Linked DNA regions of Sus scrofa: regions 1, 2, 3 and 4 are each linked to region 5. The links are chromatin contacts, called in public Hi-C, HiChIP or PLAC-seq and promoter capture Hi-C maps. All regions are on one chromosome and are shown on one strand. Each heading gives the region's core, a stretch centred on a gene start, on an enhancer-like site or on the middle of the called end of the contact. The rest is flanking DNA. Distances are from core to core; before and after follow the strand shown.

Evidence for each region. Promoter capture Hi-C pulls out the DNA fragments that hold promoters and counts their contacts. Hi-C and Micro-C count contacts between places; a contact is called where the count stands out from the background. HiChIP or PLAC-seq counts read pairs in DNA pulled down with a chosen protein or histone mark.
Region 1: a contact with region 5 is called in a Hi-C map of liver, with 4 times the contacts expected there. The contact joins the promoter of TSNAXIP1 here to the promoter of ATP6V0D1 in region 5. A contact is called at or near these places in 2 of 47 Hi-C or Micro-C datasets (heart right ventricle and liver) and 1 of 2 datasets of contacts at active chromatin or transcription factors (alveolar macrophages).
Region 2: a contact with region 5 is called in an H3K27ac HiChIP or PLAC-seq map of alveolar macrophages. The contact joins the promoter of PSMB10 here to the promoter of ATP6V0D1 in region 5. A contact is called at or near these places in 1 of 47 Hi-C or Micro-C datasets (liver) and 1 of 2 datasets of contacts at active chromatin or transcription factors (alveolar macrophages).
Region 3: a contact with region 5 is called in an H3K27ac HiChIP or PLAC-seq map of alveolar macrophages. The contact joins the promoter of DDX28 here to the promoter of ATP6V0D1 in region 5. A contact is called at or near these places in 1 of 5 promoter capture datasets (fetal liver) and 1 of 2 datasets of contacts at active chromatin or transcription factors (alveolar macrophages).
Region 4: a contact with region 5 is called in a promoter capture Hi-C map of fetal liver, with 2.6 times the contacts expected there. The contact joins the promoter of EDC4 here to the promoter of ATP6V0D1 in region 5. A contact is called at or near these places in 1 of 5 promoter capture datasets (fetal liver) and 1 of 2 datasets of contacts at active chromatin or transcription factors (alveolar macrophages).

Annotation. Positions count from the first base shown.
Region 1 is chr6:28,426,831-28,430,428 of Sscrofa11.1, reverse strand. TSNAXIP1 (translin-associated factor X-interacting protein 1) reads right to left here and starts at 1,898. Exons shown (of 16, transcript XM_021094108.1): 1 at 1,424-1,898. The coding sequence starts at 1,470. It overlaps RANBP10 (ran-binding protein 10), which reads left to right and starts at 2,046. Exons shown (of 14, transcript XM_003355780.5): 1 at 2,046-2,316; 2 at 3,086-3,197. The coding sequence starts at 2,082.
Region 2 is chr6:28,545,547-28,549,401 of Sscrofa11.1, reverse strand. PSMB10 (proteasome subunit beta 10) reads left to right here and starts at 1,793. Exons shown (of 8, transcript NM_001044565.1): 1 at 1,793-1,946; 2 at 2,158-2,245; 3 at 2,336-2,433; 4 at 2,528-2,668; 5 at 2,940-3,055; 6 at 3,166-3,224. The coding sequence starts at 1,891.
Region 3 is chr6:28,615,909-28,619,553 of Sscrofa11.1, reverse strand. DDX28 (probable ATP-dependent RNA helicase DDX28) reads left to right here and starts at 2,111. Exons shown (of 1, transcript XM_003355776.4): 1 at 2,111-3,645. The coding sequence starts at 2,240. It overlaps DUS2 (tRNA-dihydrouridine(20) synthase [NAD(P)+]-like), which reads right to left and starts at 2,204. Exons shown (of 17, transcript XM_005655778.3): 1 at 2,091-2,204; 2 at 227-303.
Region 4 is chr6:28,487,524-28,491,041 of Sscrofa11.1, reverse strand. EDC4 (enhancer of mRNA-decapping protein 4) reads right to left here and starts at 1,615. Exons shown (of 29, transcript XM_003126926.5): 1 at 1,252-1,615. The coding sequence starts at 1,336. NUTF2 (nuclear transport factor 2) reads right to left here. Exons shown (of 5, transcript XM_003126922.5): 5 at 2,035-3,518.
Region 5 is chr6:28,130,688-28,134,424 of Sscrofa11.1, reverse strand. ATP6V0D1 (V-type proton ATPase subunit d 1) reads left to right here and starts at 2,345. Exons shown (of 8, transcript XM_003126946.4): 1 at 2,345-2,655. The coding sequence starts at 2,526. AGRP (agouti related neuropeptide) reads left to right here and starts at 764. Exons shown (of 3, transcript NM_001011693.1): 1 at 764-893; 2 at 1,050-1,141; 3 at 1,559-1,741. The coding sequence starts at 764. The coding sequence ends at 1,741.

The sequences.
Region 1 (3,598 bases), core at 649-3,148, 300 kb before region 5:
GCATTTAATTTCCTAACTTTTGTAAGTTTTCTCTGCCAAGGTAGCACATACCCTGGGGGATTAGAGTTTAGGTGCGATCAGGTTTTTTCATTAGGAATGAGTAGAAGTGAGAAAATACACTCATTAAACACCGAAGGCTTAATATGTGCAAGATCTGTCATGAGAGCTTCATACACGCTGCCTAAATTTTCCTGAAAATGTAAGGTGGGCTGTATCATTCCCATATTTGAGATATGGAAACAGAGGCCCAGAACTTAAGGGCCTTCTCTAGAGCTAGAAAGGTATTTGCCCTGTTTTTTGCTTTTTAGGGCTGCACTTGCGGCATATGGAGGTTCCCAGGCTAGGGGTCTAATTGGAGCTATAGCTGCTGGCCTACACAACAGCCACAGCAACACCAGATCCGAGCCACATCTATGACCGATACCACAGCTCACCAAAAAGCTGGATCCTTAACCACTGAGCAAGGCCAGGGATTGATCCTGCCACCTCGTGGTTCCTAGTTGGATTTCTTTCCACTGAGCCACGATGGGAACTCCAAAATTTTTTGTTTTAAATATATGCTTTGTGACTTTCCTGGCTAACGGAGCTTGTTATCTTATTTTCAGTGTCCAGAGGCTGCACCCTGAATACAGGCAGGAGCTAGCAGGAGGCCTCGGGATGTTTCTAGGCTGCTTAGTGATGCTTCTTTGTCATAAACCAGTGGGTGCAGAGGCTGTTAACCTTGTGGCTAAGCGCTCAGTTTCAGGAATCACACATGCCTGGCTGGGTTTGAATCCTAGCTCAGTCATTTATAAACAGGTGTAAAACTCATGATCTCTCTAGACTTCTATTTCTCTATTTGTAAAATGGTGATATTACTAATTCATAGAGTTGTTGTGAGGGTTAATTGTGCTATGTAAAGAGCATGGCACAATTCCGGCTGTGGCTCAGCGCATTAAGAACCGGACAGAAGATACGTGAGGATGCGGGTTCCATCCCTGGCCTTGTTCAGTGGGTTAAGGATCTTGTGTTGTCCTGACCTGAGGTGCAGGTCCCAGACGTGGCTCGGATCTAGTGTTGCTGTGGCTGTGATATAGGCCGGCAGCTGCAGCTCCCATTCGACCCCTAGCTTGGTTATTTCCATACGCCGCTGGTGCGGCCCTAAAAAGATAAAAAAACACAAACAAACAAACAAACAAAAAAACTTGGCACGCTCAATACAAACAAGATGGCTGTTACTAATGATAAAGTATGCCTGCCCTTTTACAAGAATGTAACGGCCTCCCTGAGCTGAGGAGTCATCTGAGATTCTGTTTCTTCATCACCTATCCTGTGCGGTTGGAGCCCCAGACCAACGGAGAGAGGTCCGAATCAGGTACCATTTATTTCTTTTTCTGGAAGTAGTAAAGCCCTCTTCTCCGCCCTCAGCCCTGCCAGCGCTTACCTCGACGTGGTCGCCAAGCTGGGGCACTGCGGTTTGGAGGAGGCCATGACCCTAGGGCAGCCGTGCAGCCAGCACTCGCGAACTGGAAAGCCGTGCTAGTGTACAGCTCGTCGCCATGGCGACCAGTTCCCAGCAGCCCAGCGGCGGGGGCGGGGTCAAGGTTGTGTCTTGCCCCCAGCCCAGAGCCCGCGGGCTAGGAGGAAGGCCAAGTAGCCAAGATGGGGTCAGACTTGGGAATAGGGTCTTCTCAGAGTCTGTCACTACAGCAGATATGACTCTAGCGACCAGAATTGAGGCAGGAGGATAAACAGAGGCCATGGGTGAGGGAGGCGAAGTGAGAGGCCAGAATCGCGTTGCCAGCGGGAACTGTAGTTTTTGGTGTCCTAATAGCTTGGCTAAGCAGGCTTATGACTGAGTCGGTTTGTACTACATCTCCCAAAGTTCTTTACCAGCCCGAGCTAGCCTCCCTATGGAGAGCTCTGCATTCTGGGAAATGAAGTCCGAAATATGGCAGGGCGTGGCAGTATGCAAAGAGAGGTACCTAACTCGGACTCGATTTCCCTGCGGCCCGGGTTTGCTCTCCGGCCATTGGCTGAGCGGGGCGGATCTAGTCCTGTTCTTCCCCGCCCCCAGTGACACAATAGCAGCTCCCTCCAAGATGGCGGCGGCGACGGCGGATCCGGGAGCTGGGAGCCCGCAGGTTGGAGACTCCTCCGGCGGGGGCGCTGGGGGCGGGCTGCCGTCTCCGGGGGAGCAGGAACTGAGCCGGCGCCTGCAGCGCCTGTATCCCGCGGTCAACCAGCATGAGACGCCGCTGCCGCGCTCCTGGAGCCCCAAGGACAAGTACAACTATATCGGCCTCTCCCAGGGCAACCTCCGCGTCCACTACAAAGGTATCGGCCTGTTTGGCCGCGGGGGGTAAAAGGCCAGAGCGTCAGCAGGGTGGCTGTGCTGTCCAGCCCCTGCTTCATCACTTCCTTTCCCCAAGCTCCGGATTAGGCCTTAGCTCCTGTTGGGTGTTTGGGTGGTGGGCTGACCAGACCGAGGATTGGCTGCTTAGCCTACTCTGCCGTGAGACTTCGGATGTCAGGAGAACCTCAACAGGTGTCCAAACCCAGTGCTGGGTTGGACATTGCACCCAAGGCCTTCTTGCCTGTCCTGTGGTAGTTGGAACTCTCCCTGGGCCCTTCACCACTGCTTAGCTTTAAACGTCTCTGTAGACATTAGTGGTCTCATCCTCTCTATTAGCCAGAGGTGCATGAGCTTGCTTACCTGCTGGACATCTCAGACACTGCCTACGGTTCTGTGCTAAAGTTGTGGGGCCATCTTCCAGGGCTGCCTCTTCCTCCCTTAGTCTCCTAAGTGGGCTGCTTGGCTGCTTGTATTCTGGAGAGTCTGGCAGCAGCACGAGGGAATCTCTCACTTGTCACCCACCTTGCATATGCCTCCTGTGGTTTGTATGGAGACAGTGTCTCAGACAGTGCTACTGTTCTGAGGATGAGGTGGGAGGTTTGTGTGTTTGCTCAGTTGTTGTCTAATTACACCTTGGACCAGGAAAGGGCTTCCTCTGGCTATGAGGGGTGAAGTTGCTGTGGAGCAGAGAAGAATGAGTCTTCCATTTGCATTTCCTTTTGCTGAAATTTCTTTGTCCTCTCTTACTAGGTCATGGCAAAAATCACAAAGATGCAGCCTCAGTGCGCGCCACCCACCCCATACCTGCTGCCTGTGGCATTTATTACTTTGAGGTGAAGATTGTCAGCAAAGGAAGAGATGGGTAAGCCCAATACTGAGCTGTTCCTTTTGGTCAAAGTTTGAGGTCTCCTGATTGACCCTTGTGACTTGTGTGAGCTGCTGAGCTGTATGGGTCTGGGCTGCAGAGGGGATTAATAGTGGCTGCCTCTGTTACCTGGCTGTAGGCATGGCCTGGTCTAAGCAGCAGCCTTTGATGGCAGTTAGGAACCTGGTGTAGAGGAGGGGCTTCTCTTTAGTGATGACGAAATGAGGTACCTCATAGGTGAGGGAACCAAGTTTACATTAACAATTCAGTGTCCAGAATGGAGTTTCCCCATTATTGTGGGGTGTTTGTGACTTCCCTCCTTTCACACTCTTGCTGCATTCAAGGTTCCTTTTTATGGTTATTAGTCATGTAGAGGCCCCTTTAGACTTCAAAGGAGT
Region 2 (3,855 bases), core at 544-3,043, 420 kb before region 5:
CTAGGGGTAGAATCGGAGCTGCAGCTGTCGGCCTATGCCACAGCCATAGCCACCGCAATGCTAGATCTGAGATGCATCTGCGACCTACACTGCAGATGGTGGCAACATTGGATCCTTAACTTGCTGAGTGAGGTCAGGGATGAAACCTGCATCCTCACATACAATATATCAGGTTCTTAACCTGCTGAGCCACAATAGGAACACCCTGAAGATTTAATTTTTATGGAGCCTAAGAGCAGCATGCAGCTGGTACAGAGTTTAAATAGGAAAAAGATGAGTTCCCCCTGTGGTGCAGCAGAAACGAATCCAACTAGGAACCATGAGGTTGTGGGTTCTGTCCCTAGCCTCGCTCAGTGGGTTAAGGATCCAGCGTTGCTGTGAGCTGTGGTGTAGGTCACAGAGGTGGCTCAGATCCCGCGTTGCTGTGGCTCTGGTGTAGGCTGGCAGCTACAGCTCCGATTAGACCCCTGGCCTGGGAACCTCCATATGCCGTGGGCACAGCCTAAAAACCATGAGTCACAAAGACACATGTACTCCGATGTTCATTGCAGCACTATTTTCAATAGCCAAAACATGGAAACAACCTAAATGTCCATCAACAGAGGAGTGGATTAAGAAGATGTGGTACATATACACAATGGAATATTACTCAGCCATTAAAAAGAACGAAATACCAGCATTTTTAGCAACATGGATGGACCTAGAAATTATCATGCTACGTGAAGTCAGCCATACAATGAGATACCAACATCAAATGCTTTCACTGACATGTGGAATCTGAAAAAAAGGACAGACTGAACTTCTTTGCAGAAAAGATACTGACTCACAGACATTGAAAAACTTATGGTCTCCAGAGGAGACAGTTTGGGGGATGGGGGGATGTGCTTGGGTGTGGGATGGAAATCCTGTGAAATCAGATTGTTATGATCATTATACAACTACAGATGTGATAAAGTCATTTAAGTAATAAAAAATAAATTTTAAAAAGGACAAAAAGACAAAAATAAATAAATGAATAAATAAATAAATAAATAAATAAATAGGAAAGAGTATGACCAGATTTCCAATCTAGTAAAAAGCCCCGTCTCTGCAGGGTAGAGTGTAGCCTGTGCTGGAAGATGAGGGGCAGGAAGTGTGGGGAAACCAGGGAGGCCAGTGTAGAATCTAGGGGAGAGATACTGCTAGTTGAGATAAGCAGTAATTAGGAGAAAGATCTGGATAGATCAAGGGTCATTTGGGAAGTGAAAAAAGGCTTGGCCATGGGTAGAGCCCAGAATGTGTATGGGCCACCAGATGAACAGCCATGGCACCGTTCCTGAGAGAGAGAAAACAGCACCTGAAACAGGGATGATGGAAGGATCGGCATTGCCTTGGCCAAGGATTGAGCCTTGGAGTCTGAGGTTTGATGGAAAAGGCTAAGGCAGCAAAATAGGCAGGAGTTGGGAGAAGGAGAGTAATAAAAGACAATAGGCAGCTGATGCTGTTGGCAGGCCAGTAACAATGAGATCAGAGACTTGGTCAGTGTGACAGCTTGGGGCATTGGGACTTGCAATTAGAGTTGGGGTCAGAGTAGGCAGAGCTCAGGGCTCAGGCGGGACAATGGCCAGAAGGGAGGTATTTGTTGCTGTATCAGACAGAGGCCTGGGAGCAACATGGAGAACCAGGCAAGGGACATCTCACCCTTGCCAAGCTGCATAGGACCAGAGGTGAAGGTGAAAGTGAAAGAGGATGCAGAAAGGAGCCATCATGCTGTGAGGAAATGTGAAAGCGAAAGCAGTTAAGCTCAGTCGTGCAGGACAAGGACAAAGGACAAGGCTGTGGCCTTCTTTGCTTGGTGCTGGTCCTACTCCTCTGACCTCCATACCCCTGGACTGCCCTGCCCACCTGGACATGCAGAAGATAGCGCTAGAGCCCCTAGGGGGCTTTTCCTTTGAGAACTGCCAGAGGTGAGTGGGGGGATGATTGGTCCCCAGCTGCCTAGGTCCTCAGTGAGGGTCTCTGGGAGTGGGAGAACCAGGATCTTTAAAAGTAAGACGACGACTTGGGTTCCGAGGCTTACATGGAGAAGTGAGAGAAACGTGGACGGAGTTGGAGAATGTGATTGGGGGAGGGGGATCCCATAAGAAAAGAAACCTGAGACTTTTCCCTCCGTTCCAGAAATGCATCCTTGGAACGCGCCCTCCCTGGGTTCCGGGTCCCTCACGCACTCAAGACGGGGACCACCATTGCAGGTCTTGTATTCCAGGTGAGCAAGAAGTTGTGACTGTGGGGCGTGGAGGGGCGGCCGGGAATAGGAAGTGGGCAATGACCTAACGGCTTCTCCCCTCTTCTCCAGGACGGGGTAATCCTGGGCGCGGATACGCGGGCCACTAACGACTCGGTCGTGGCGGACAAGAGCTGCGAAAAGATCCACTTCATCGCCCCCAAAATCTAGTGAGCATTCCTCTCAAGAACTGCCCCTTAGTTCCCCGTCCCTGGTCTCCGCACACCTTAGCCCCGACCACATGGACCCTCCCTTCACCCTCAGCTGCTGTGGGGCTGGAGTAGCCGCGGACGCCGAGATGACCACGCGGATGGCGGCATCCAACATAGAGCTACACGCACTATCCACCGGCCGCGAGCCGCGCGTGGCCACTGTCACTCGCATGTTACGCCAGAAGCTCTTCCGGTGCTGGAGCTGGGCTAAGACGACCCTGGGGAGGGGCAGTTGCAGGGAAGGTGGGGCTGATAGGAGGTGGGACAAGAGGAAGGACAGGGCTGCGAGGTGCCGGGAGACCGGAAGAGGTCAGCCTAAGAGGAGTTAAGAAGGCAACCGGAAGCAGCAATGTCAGTCATGGGGCTCCAGACCACGGGAAGGGGCGGGGCTCGGGTGCAGGACCATGGAGGGGAGGGACCTGGGTCCTGGTTTGTTTGGCTGACTGCGCCCACTTGCGGAAAAGGTACCAGGGCCATGTGGGCGCGTCGCTAATCGTGGGCGGCATAGACTTCACAGGACCCCAGCTCTACAGCGTGCACCCCCATGGGTCCTACAGCCGTCTGCCCTTCACGGCCCTAGGTGAGCCCTTCCATCCCTTCCCCACGAATCCCACGTATACCATCCTGGCCTCCCGTTTCTCCCGCGACCATGCGGCCGCGGCTGACCTCAGATACCCCTCCTGTCTACAGGCTCCGGCCAAGATGCAGCCCTGGCAGTGCTAGAAGACCGGTTCCAGCCCAACATGACTGTGAGTGACATCTGCGCCCCACTAGGCATTGCATTGGTGGGAAGTGCACTTGGGAGCTGGGGAAACACAGAGGTACCCTGGCCTAATCCGGAGGTCAGGAAAAGCTTTTCAGAGGTGATGACTGAGTACAGGAGGAGAAGCCAGTGGAGCGAGGGTGGAGAAGTGCAATTCCAACAGACCACTGTCAATGCCAAAGCTTGGACTGCATGGAGAGGTCAAAACTCAGAGAGGACCATTTAGAGCTAAGGGAGGAGAGAACAACAGGTGGGGTCTGGAGTCTGGGTCTTGTTTTGAGGTGGATGGAAAGAGAGGCATATGTCACTTCATAGGTGCCTAAGGCCCAGAAAGAAAAAGGAAATGAGCCTGGGATTGGGGGCCAAGACTACACTGGGTGAGTGAATAGGCCCCTGGAACCAGAGCCACAGGTGTGACTCAGAGAAGTTTGTGAAGATGGGGCATTGGGAACACCGGGTCTCTGGAGAGAGGGAAACTGACACCCGGGGAGAGGAGCTTGAGGTGGAGATGGGAGTATAAGGTGAGAGCAGATGGTAAATAGCAGTGCCCGAGTTCCCGTCATGGCTCAGTGGTAACGAACCTGACTAGGATCCATGAAGATGTGGGTTCGATCCCT
Region 3 (3,645 bases), core at 862-3,361, 490 kb before region 5:
TCAGTGTTTGCTGTGAGCAAGAGGAAAAGAGAGGGGCCTTACCAGTATCTAAAGAAATCACAAGAAGAATCTAGGGCCCATGGACAGAGACAGAGACAGACTTAGACTCCCATCCCTGTGATATTTTTGAGGTAATCCCATTATAAGGGCTCAAGCATGAGAAAGCAGCCACTAATGAGCTACTCTGTCCCAAATATCTGGACAAAAGTCAAATGTAAATACATACCTATGTATTATTTTTTTCAGATAATTCCTTCAATGTGTCTGTTCTGGCTTGGTGCAAAGCAATTCTTTGTTTACTATCTGAAAAAAACAGTGGCACACATCAATGGATAAAATCTGTCAGAGCAGACATCCAAGGAGCTCTTCAGCTAAGGAACAGGGAGCTCTGAGTTCCTAGAAAAATCATAAAAGCAGTGTGGAATCACATCTTGGAGCATCCTTTATATGAACTCCCTTTAGCATATCACCATCAGTGGTAATCAGCCTGTATATGAACCTTTCAATGACAGAAAACCCCAGCACTCTCAAGACAGATTTGCACAATTTTAGTTGCTACAGCCATCTTTCAGAATCTGACTCCCTGTCACGCATCAGACCCAGTCTGCTTTTTTAGAATGGTACATCCCCACAGCATACCTCATCTCTTTGCCATCCGGCACATTCCCCAAACACATGAGGACAACTCTCCCTAAAGTTCTCTTCTCCAGCATCACCCTCTTGAATCACTCCTTCCTGTGTTTATGACTTGCAGGGCCTTCCTGAGGTTTCCTGATCCCAAAGCCATGATAAGCAACAGCATAAATATGCCTGCTACAGAATGAGCAGGACCACACAAGAGTCTGGCAAATGTCACTACCTGAAATGAAAGCACATGTGGTAACCTCAGCCTCTCTTCAGTCCTCATCCTCTACCCAAAGTTTCTCAACAGCACGCTATTGACATTTTGAGCCAGATAATTCTTTTTTTGGAAGGAGCTGTCCTGATCATTATTTAGCAGCATCCTGGACTCTATCCAAAGGAAGAGCCTATAGCACCTCCCCAGATGTGACAAAAATGTCTCCAGCCATTATCAAATGTCTTAGGGGAAAGGTGGGGGCAAAATTACCCTCAGTCAAGAGCCACTGCTCTATCCAATGATCTTGTTCACCCAAAACTTCTCCTCTGCTGGTTTAACAGGTAACTCTCCAGAAAATTTAATTGTGCGTCAAAACGCTATCTGAAATTTAATAGTATTTATAATGGTATTTGATGATACTACAACTCATTCTCCAGAAGTTAGGAACCACCCAGATGCTTTATCTACATTTACCTTATCTTTTTACCCCAGGCACTGAAGACTACAGAAATGATCAGACACCCATTTTCTGGATCTGTTCAAGTACCAACAGTGTAGGGCTTTTTTGCAACCTGAACAACTAAATTTAAGTAAAATATTTTGTCTGACCATGGCTTTGTGAGACAAACCACATACTGGTAGCAGTACATGGTTCACTACTAGTCAAGTAATTTAGGTAAGGTGAGTGGGAAGCCAGTGGAGGTGAGCGAGCTAACTGAAGAAGTAGTGGGTTCTTGATGAGAAGTTGGAAAGGGTGACAAAGGAGTGGAGAGTGAACCACCGCTGAAGAGGAAGGGGAAAAGTATGAAGAAATGAGTTCTCTTGAAATAAAGACTGAAGAGAGGATACTCTGAAGGCCATCAGATTGCTCTCTGGGCCCTCAGCTCTCCAAGGGCCTGGTGGAAAAGAGTTAATCTAGGTCCCCTGGCCTGATCATTCATTCAAACTCTCACTAACTACTTGTATTAAAAGACCTTACACGGAGACCACATCTGGGAAAACATCGCCGCACCCTAGGAGTTTACAGAAGGGAGACCATAACTGGACAAGATATCACAGGAGCTCTGAAGGCGACAGAGAAGAATCGCAGGGATCGGACATCATACCGCCAGAAGTCCTCCGCCCTCCTGGTTCGTAATGCCAGGACCTCATCGCCTCGTAACGCCGAACCCCAGTACTGCCTCAATCGTGCACCTCTCCCCACGGTTGGCCCGAGCCCGGACGTCACCACCCCCGGTTTGGGCCTACAGACCTTACAGCTGCTGAACTCTACAGATCTTTCCTCGCTCCTCACAGTTCGCCTATTCCGCACGCTTTACTGAGCCGCGTCAGCCACCGTCCTCAAAGCCTTGGCGCATCTGTGACGTCACTGCATTGCGCCTCTCCGGCAACACGGGGACCATGGCTCTAGCACGTCAGCTTCGGCTGTTATCGCTCGTGACTCGGTTGCATCTGGCGCCTCGACGGGATCTAACGGTCCGCGGTCCCGACGAGCCCCTGCCAGTGGTGCGCATTCCGCGGGCTCTACAACGGCGTCAGGAACAGCGGCAGAGGGGGCAGCAGGGCCCCCCGCGGCCGGTCTTGGTGAGACCTGGCCAGCTGCTGATCTCGGCGCGGCGGCCGGAGTTGAACCAGCCCGCGCGTCTCACGCTGGGCCGTTGGGAGCCCGCACCACTCGCTTCACGTGGCTGGAAGAATCGGCGCGCCCGCCAGGACCACTTCTCAATCGAGCGCAAGCAACAGGAGGCCCCAGCGTTGCGGAACCTCTCGTCCAAGGACAGCTTTGCCGATCTGGGTCTGGAGCCCCGCGTGCTGAGCGCACTGCAAGAGGCTGCTCCCGAAGTCGTTCGGCCCACAACCGTTCAGTCAAGTACCATTCCCCCTCTACTTGGTGGCCGCCACATCCTCTGCGCTGCGGAGACCGGCAGTGGCAAGACTCTTGGCTACATGCTACCTCTGCTTCAGCGGCTCTTGGGCCAGCCAAGCCTGGACTCCTGTCGTATCCCTGCTCCTCGAGGCCTGGTTCTTGTGCCTTCTCGAGAATTAGCTGAACAGGTACGGGCCGTGGCCCAGCCCTTGGGCAGCTCCTTGGGCCTCCAGGTGCGGGAGTTAGGGGGAGGCCATGGCATGAGTAGGATCAGACTGCAACTATCCAAACAGCCTCCAGCAGATGTACTAGTGGCCACTCCGGGGGCTCTGTGGAAGGGCCTGAAAAGTCAGCTGATCAGCCTGGAGCAGCTCTCCTTCTTGGTGTTGGATGAGGCAGACACACTATTGGATGAAAGCTTTCTGGAACTGGTGGACTACATCTTGGAGAAGAGCCACATAGCAGAAGGCCCAGCTGACTTAAAAGACCCCTTCAATCCCAAAGCTCAGTTAGTGCTGGTAGGGGCCACATTTCCTGAAGGTGTAAGCCAGCTGCTGAGTAAAGCTGCCTGCTTAGACTCTCTAACCACCATCACCAGTTCCAAGCTCCACTGCATCATGCCTCATGTCAAACAGACATTCATGAGGCTGAAGGGGGCAGAGAAGGTGACTGAGTTGGTGCAGATCCTCAAGCAGCATGACAGAGCATATAGGACTGGGTCCGCAGGAACTGTTCTGGTGTTCTGTAATAGCTCCAGTACTGTGAACTGGTTGGGATATATTCTGGATGACCACAAAATCCAACACTTAAGACTTCAGGGACAAATGCCAGCCTCAATGAGGGCAGGTATCTTCCAGTCCTTCCAGAGGGGCTCCCAAGACATACTTCTCTGCACAGACATCGCCTCTCGGGGCCTGGACAGCACCCAGGTGGAGCTAGT
Region 4 (3,518 bases), core at 366-2,865, 360 kb before region 5:
AAACAAACAAACTACACAGCATTACCCACACCAGGCTCTACCAAACCTTTGGGGAGACCAGTCTGCACAGCAGCTGACATGAGAGGCCCAAGCCAAGCTTATGAGTAAAGGCAGCAGGCACTCCAGGCCTGGGGAAAAGGACTCAGTGGTAGGCAGCATGTGGATTTTCTATAGGAGGGAAAGGTCCTTAAATCCAAGACTGGGCACCAGTGCATGCTTCCAAAAGGAGTCAGTTTGGGCCTTCCAGCAGGTTTAAGAACAGGATCTGAAGACACACCAATTCTCAGCTCTGGCCACTGCCCATCCACATCACCATCACCTACCAGTTTCTCGACCACTACAGCTTTTCACAGGCCCCTGAACCTGCCAGGCAACTTTGGTAGTCACACGTGTCATTTCCTCTTTGTAGAATGTTTTTTCTGACATCCAAGCCTCTGTCCAAGATGCAAGACTTAGCCTAAACATTGTCTCCTCTCTCAGATCTGTTCTTAGGCACTTTCCAGCCCCCTCTCCACCTACCGTCTCCCCATCACAGTCCCAAAACCCTTCTTTCAGAGACAAGAGCATTATATTACACCTCATTAGCTCTTGTGTCCAGGGGGCTCACTGAGGGCAGGAGCAGCTGTGAAGCACCACTGCAAAGTTTAAATGAATGGAAATAAACTGGGGCTTGCAGATCTTTGTAGCCTAATCCAATCAGGATTGTGAGCTCGGTGATATATCTTAACGCCAGAGAGGACACAGAACTGGGGTTGGTCACCTTCCTCCTGAAAATGGGTTTCAGGCCTGGAGTCTGTTCAAGAAGGAAGGGCAAGGTGCAGAGGGGGATCAGCGGCTCCTCAGCATAAGCGCCTAAATCTAGACCCAGAATTTGGCATACAGAGCCCAGACTAAGCGTCTGAACTAGGGCAAAAAGGGTAGGAAACCCGGACCAGTCCCAAGAACACTAGAGACCCTGGGGCCAGGAGACCTAAGGGGCTCTGCGGATTCAGAGAAGGGGCCTCACTTTCAGCCAAAACGCTGAAGGACGAGGCAGAACGGCCGGACTCCGGGACAGGGAAGGATTGCACACGGGGGTCTGCGCCCTTTGGGAAGCACGCTCAGGGATGTGCCGCTCCCACCCTCGTCGCCCTCGCCGGCAGAAAGGATGAAGAGCCGGTCCTCAAGGACCCTTGGGCCATGAAGGTGGTCGAGGCTCGCGCCGCCCTTCTGCTTGGTCGCCGAGGGCCCACCCCCACTCTCCCAGCTCACCCCCCGCGGGCCGGTCCAGCTTGAGGATGTCCCGCAGGTGCTGCGTGGCGTCCTCGATGTCGATGCTCGCGCAGGAGGAGGCCATGGGCCCAGCCGCGGACGCCCGGTCCGCACCGCGTTCGTTCCGCCGACGCCGCGCACCGTCCAGGGGCGCACAACCCAGCCAGGGCCAGACAGTGGGACGCCAGTCACCACACTCCGTCCACCTGAAGCTCGCAAACCGCCGCCCGCGCCGCGTCCCTGAGCCCCGCCAACCCCACCAACCGCCTCCACTTCCGGCCCGCCCGAGCTTCGGCTCCCGGAACCTGCCCTGGGCGGAGAAGAAAGGTTCCGGGCTGGGGGTGGCCGCCACGCACCCTCCTGAAGCCCGTCCCTACCGCGGTCCCGCCCCGGGACTAATAGGGTCGGGGTGAGGGGGAGGAGTTCCGCAGGGCTGAAGGAGAGCAAAATGTCCAGCTACCGGACCGCCCAAAGCTCTGATCGCCTCAGGATATCCCACCTGGTCCAAATCCACTCCCTATGGGCCTAGGACCAAGTCAATTCGGTTGCCAAGGTGAATCACTCAGATGCCCCAGGAACAAGTTGGATTGACAGAAGCCTCGGTTTCCCCTTCAGGAAGCGTGTGGTTGTAACCCAAGGCCTGACGGGATCTGAGAAATCCTGGACCCAGGAATTGCATGGGCAGGGGAGATTGTCTCCACAAACATCACATCACTCCTTAATGTCCCCCAGCATCCCCCTGCATGTCTTGGCACCCTTGGGCAAAAAGAAAGTAAACCATAGTAATATAAACACCTCTTTATTGCAGACATTTCAGGCACAGGTACATGGAAGAAGCTGTATTGCCGATTTTATACAGGGTGGTTTAAGAGGCAGCAGGTTTCTGCCTCTCCCCAACCTCCTCCACCCCCCAAATAACACAGCAGCCTAGAAATCCGTCTCACTGAAATCTCCTGAGTATGCTGTCTTTCCAAACAGCACACCATCCAGCTCTGTGCCCAGGGTAGCCAGGCAACAAGTGGGGGTCTGAGTTAAGTCCTTGGCTTCCATCCAGAGTGCAGGAGGGAGGGAGGTGGTGTTCAAGGTCAAGCAAAGCTGTGGTGCCCTCACCAATCCTAAAACCCCTACAGGACACCAGCCCAAGTCCTTGGATTGGTCCTAGCCTGTGGTTGCTACCCTGCTACCAGTTTTACACCACCAAGGCCTCAGGGCTAAAGGGCCAGATTTGTATTAGGCAAGTCCTGTTCCCCAAACTGAGGAGCAGAAACTGCCTCAGTATTAGAGATTTCTTGGGATTTGAAGATAATGTGAAGGGGTGGGTGGGTGTGTGGTAAGGGAAGGACTAGGAAGAGGCCTAGAGATGCCTTGCAGAGGTCTCAGAGGTGAGAAATCCTAGAACCTGAATCACTCAAACTCAGATTGCGTTCTTTTACAGCTCTAAATCTATACTCCAACTCAACTAGGCCTGGATCTGTGGGCATTGGAGGCTGGCTATTCAAGGCACTCCCCTTTGGGCAATGATATCCAAAGCAGCTGGTACAGCATCTAGGCTGCCCTCTGCTTGGCCTGGGATTTATGGGGCACACTAGATGTGATCCTGACTCTTCTGTAGATAAAACAGGCCCCTCATCCCTCAAACCTCTGCTCACTTGGTCTTGCTGAGCCCTCAGTCGAAAGGGACTGAACCTAATGGGCCAGTGGGATTCTGGGTCATTTCACCCATCATTAGGGCCCTGATGAGACCCAGTAGAGAGGTCAAAGGAGGTGTCAAAACTGACTGCAGAGGCTTCACTACAAGGGAAGCTTCAGGCCAGACCTGAGCTCTCCCAGTCTGCAGCTCACTTTCCCAAGACCAGGTGGGCCCTGGAGGTAACACCGTGCCTTCAGGACTTCTGAGAGAAGTCAGTGTTTTCTCCTTGCAACAGGTATTGCTGAGTTGGGGCAGAGGTGGGACAGTAAGACATGAGAGAGCCAATGCGGCAGGGTAGTTATTGATGGCCAGCCAACTGTTAAACTAATTAAAACAATTTAAACTGTTAAGAAAATTTTCGTGGTTTTATTGTATCATGAGGCATTGAAACATCTGAACAAATCAATATCTGGGCGGTGAGGCAGCTGCTTTTTCCTTCACTTCTTTGGGTTACTAGAGCAACTTGTCAGTAGATTTAAAAAAAAAAAAAAGACAACCTTTTGCATTACTTAAGTCTTTCCAAGGCATGCGCTGGTACAACACAAACTTCTCCTGTCAGATGCAACTAGCCTAGTGT
Region 5 (3,737 bases), core at 1,096-3,595:
TGGGGGCAGGAGCAGGGGCGGGGTCTTGGAAAAGGCTGGAGGAAGAAGGAGGAGGGGTGGTAGAGGGGATGGAGGCAGAGAGTCTGCTCTTGGCTAGATCGGCTTCTTCCCTCCCCTCTCTCCTCTGCAAAACCCAGGGTCTAGGTCTGTACCCCAACCCCACCCCACTGTGGTCACTGGTCCATCACCCCCTTCAATGCCCTTGACCTAAGTTCCTGGAAGCAAAAGGAACATGCCACGTGTAGGGTCTGAGTGAGCATCTCCAGGGCCACAAATTAAATTAAGTGTTCAGGGCCGCCTGCCTTATTATGGCTAATAGCGCTAGCCTACCCATCCCCCAGGTCCCTGTCCTGTAGAAATTTGGGGGCCCTGGGTACCCTATATCATTCCCAAACTTTCATTGGCTCCTGGAGACTTCACCCCAAACTAGAGATGGGTATTCCTCTTGCAGAGCACCCAAAAGCCTGTGAGAGAGGCCTGAACTGTGTCCCCACCCATTGGGGGGGGGCCCTCATGCTCTGGCTGCAGAGAGCAGTCACGTGTGGGTCCTTCATTAGACCCTGCCATATAAACTGAGGGCATAGGGTGGCCAGGAACTCTTGGGGCAAGGATCCAGCAAGCAGAGGTAAGTCCTCAGGTTGAGCGGGGACTCTTACTTTCTGTGGGGTGGGGGTGGGGGTGCTTCCCTCTGGGGTAGGGCACCTAGAGAGTGCTCCAAGGATGAAGAGGGACTAAGTGGCACATTCTCCTGTTGAGCCAGGCTATGCTGACCACAATGTTGCTGAGCTGTGCCCTACTGCTGGCAATGCCCACCATGCTGGGGGCCCAGATAGGCTTGGCCCCCCTGGAGGGTATCGGAAGGCTTGACCAAGCCTTGTTCCCAGAACTCCAAGGTCAGTGCGGGCAGGAGTGGGTTGGGTGGGGCTTGGACATCCTCTGGCCACAAAGTATTCTGCTTGTATGAGCCCTTTCTTCCCCTTCCCAATCCCAGGCCTGGGAGGTGGGTGTTTTGTGCATGGGTGGTTCTGCCCTCACATCATCTGTCCCAGATCTAGGCCTGCAGCCCCCACTGAAGAGGACAACTGCAGAACGGGCAGAAGAGGCTCTGCTGCAGCAGGCCGAGGCCAAGGCCTTGGCAGAGGTAACAGCTCAGGGAAAGGGCTGAGGCCACAAGTCTTGAGTGGGTGTGTCAAGCATCAACCTCTATCTGTGCTTGGAGTTGCCACTGTGGTACAACGGGATTGGCGGTGTCTTGGGAGCGCTGGGACGTGGTTTCATCCCCGGCCAGCACAAGTGGGTTAAGGATCTGGCCTTGCCATCCCTTCAGCTTAGGCTGAGACTGTGGCTTGGAGCTGATCTCTGACCGGAAGCTCCATATGCTCTGGGGTGACCAAAAATGGAAAAACAAACATACAAAACACCTCTACCTGCACTTCCTGACCCCCTCACCCGGGGCGACACTGCAGACCATCCCGTTCACGCTCCACTTCCATCCTGCCTTGATCTGGCGCATTCCATGAATGTGCTTTTGGAAGTCCTTGTTTCCCAACCCTTGTAGGTGCTAGATCCTGAAGGACGCAAGGCACGCTCCCCACGTCGCTGCGTAAGGCTGCACGAATCCTGTCTGGGACACCAGGTACCATGCTGCGACCCATGTGCTACATGCTACTGCCGTTTCTTCAACGCCTTCTGCTACTGCCGCAAGCTGGGTACTGCCACGAACCCCTGCAGCCGCACCTAGCTGGCCAGCCAATGTCGTCGGGGTCGGGGTGGGGGTAGGCGGGCGCCAATAAAGTATGGGACCAACCCCAGGGTTGTGGCGTTATTTTGAATGTGACGGTCGTTAGGGGCGAAGGTGCCTCTAAGCCAAGAAACCACAGACACATCCCTACTCCAGGGCCTGCGCTATTCCAACATGAGTCACTTACACTCTTAAGAGTGCCAGGAGCGGTTGGGAGAAGCAGAGGAGGACCGTGCTCCAACCCTAGAAGAAGCTTATATAATAAATGCGGGGGAAAGAGTCGCAGCGCTGCAAAGGGTCTGTCGCTCCCCGCTGGCTAACAAACCATTAGGATCCAGGGCCCGCTTAAGGATAACTCGACGCGTGACCCCCAGCAAATCCCACCCTTCCCAGTTCCCCTCAGGGGAAGGTTAATTCACCAGTCTGAATATTTCCAAGCATAAGGGGCCCCCACAGTACCAGGTGCTCCGGACTCGGAAACTATAAAGTGCAAGCCCCCGCGTCCACGGGCGCCACCACGCGGCTAGTCTCGGACATTTTAAGTCGCTCCCGCCAGAGCTCCTCAATGAGCAGGCGCCAGAGGGCGGCCCCCCAGCCCACGGCTGCGCAGAAGTTCCGTGCGAAACCACCCGGAAATCGGGTGCTGCTTAGAGCCCCGCCTCCTTATGGTCACCTGATGAGCTTGACAGTCCACTGCTGGCGCCGCGTCAGCTGATCTTGGAGTTGTGCTGCGTGCCGGCCGGTCCGGTCCGGGTCCTCTGGTCCCGCCGCCCCAGACGCAGCCATGTCGTTCTTCCCGGAGCTTTACTTCAACGTGGACAATGGCTATTTGGAGGGGCTTGTGCGCGGCCTGAAGGCCGGAGTGCTCAGCCAGGCGGACTACCTTAATCTGGTGCAGTGCGAGACGCTCGAGGGTGAGCCGCGGGGCTGGGCTGCGGGCCCGAAAAGGCCTGCAGGGAGGCGGGCCCCGGCCTGAAGGTGCCTAGGTGTGGGAGGCGAAGCTGGGGGTTCTCGAAGGCGCTGGAGAGGTCGGGGAACCGGATCCGGGCCTGAGAGGCCTCACTGGGAAGCCGGGAGTGATGGCGGGTGTTTCGGAAAGGAATCTACTTCCAGTTGCAGCTCAGTGTGGGCCTAAACGCAAACGCGGCATTAAGAACTTCAGTGGTTCGTTTCCTCTGGGGCCACCTCTTAACCTGTTATTCCGGCGTTGTAGTTTGGAAGAGGGTCACTCGGGAGTGGTTGCTTCATGCGGGATGTGCTCATACAAACCTCTTTACTTTGACGTAGCCAGAGAGCTGTCTAGTGGCAATGCTTGGGGAATCTAAGTTGAAAAGTCCCCTGCTTTCCCTCCCAACACATACACCAAGGCCTTTGGGATCATTGTGTCTTCCCTTTGGCCTGGGACTGAGCCTTTCTGGGGAATTGCTGAGCCAGCTTAGCGAGAATTTCCTCCCATCGAGCAGTCTCCTGAAGGCAATGTTTGGGAGAGCCCTGAAAGTCTGGAAGTTCATACATACGTATTTGACAATAATTCTCACCCCCTCTACGAAGATACCTTTTGGGACAAGATTCCTAAGTACAGGAGTGGTATCCTTTCTTCTCAGAACACAAAGTTCCACAGTGGGATTGAATCCCTGAATCACAGAATCACATTTACTGAACTGGGTATGTTCCTGATTCCAGTCTTTGCTTCATTCCCCTCCCCCACGTGTAGTGAAGGGCACAGTGGCTGAGCTGTGAGTTACCATCCCTGACTTTTACCTGATATCCTTGAACAGAGGTACTGCTAGCCTCCAGGTTGGTAGCTGGAGGGGGAGAATGGCCAGATGATTCACCTTCTAGAGAAAATTTTCTCATCATAAACTTATTGAGGTTAGAAGTGAACTCATGGAGTTCCCATCGTGGCTCAGTGGTTAACGAATCTGACTAGGAACCATGAGGTTGTGGGTTCGATCCCTGGCCTTGCTCAGTGGGTTAAGGATCCGGCGTTGCCCTG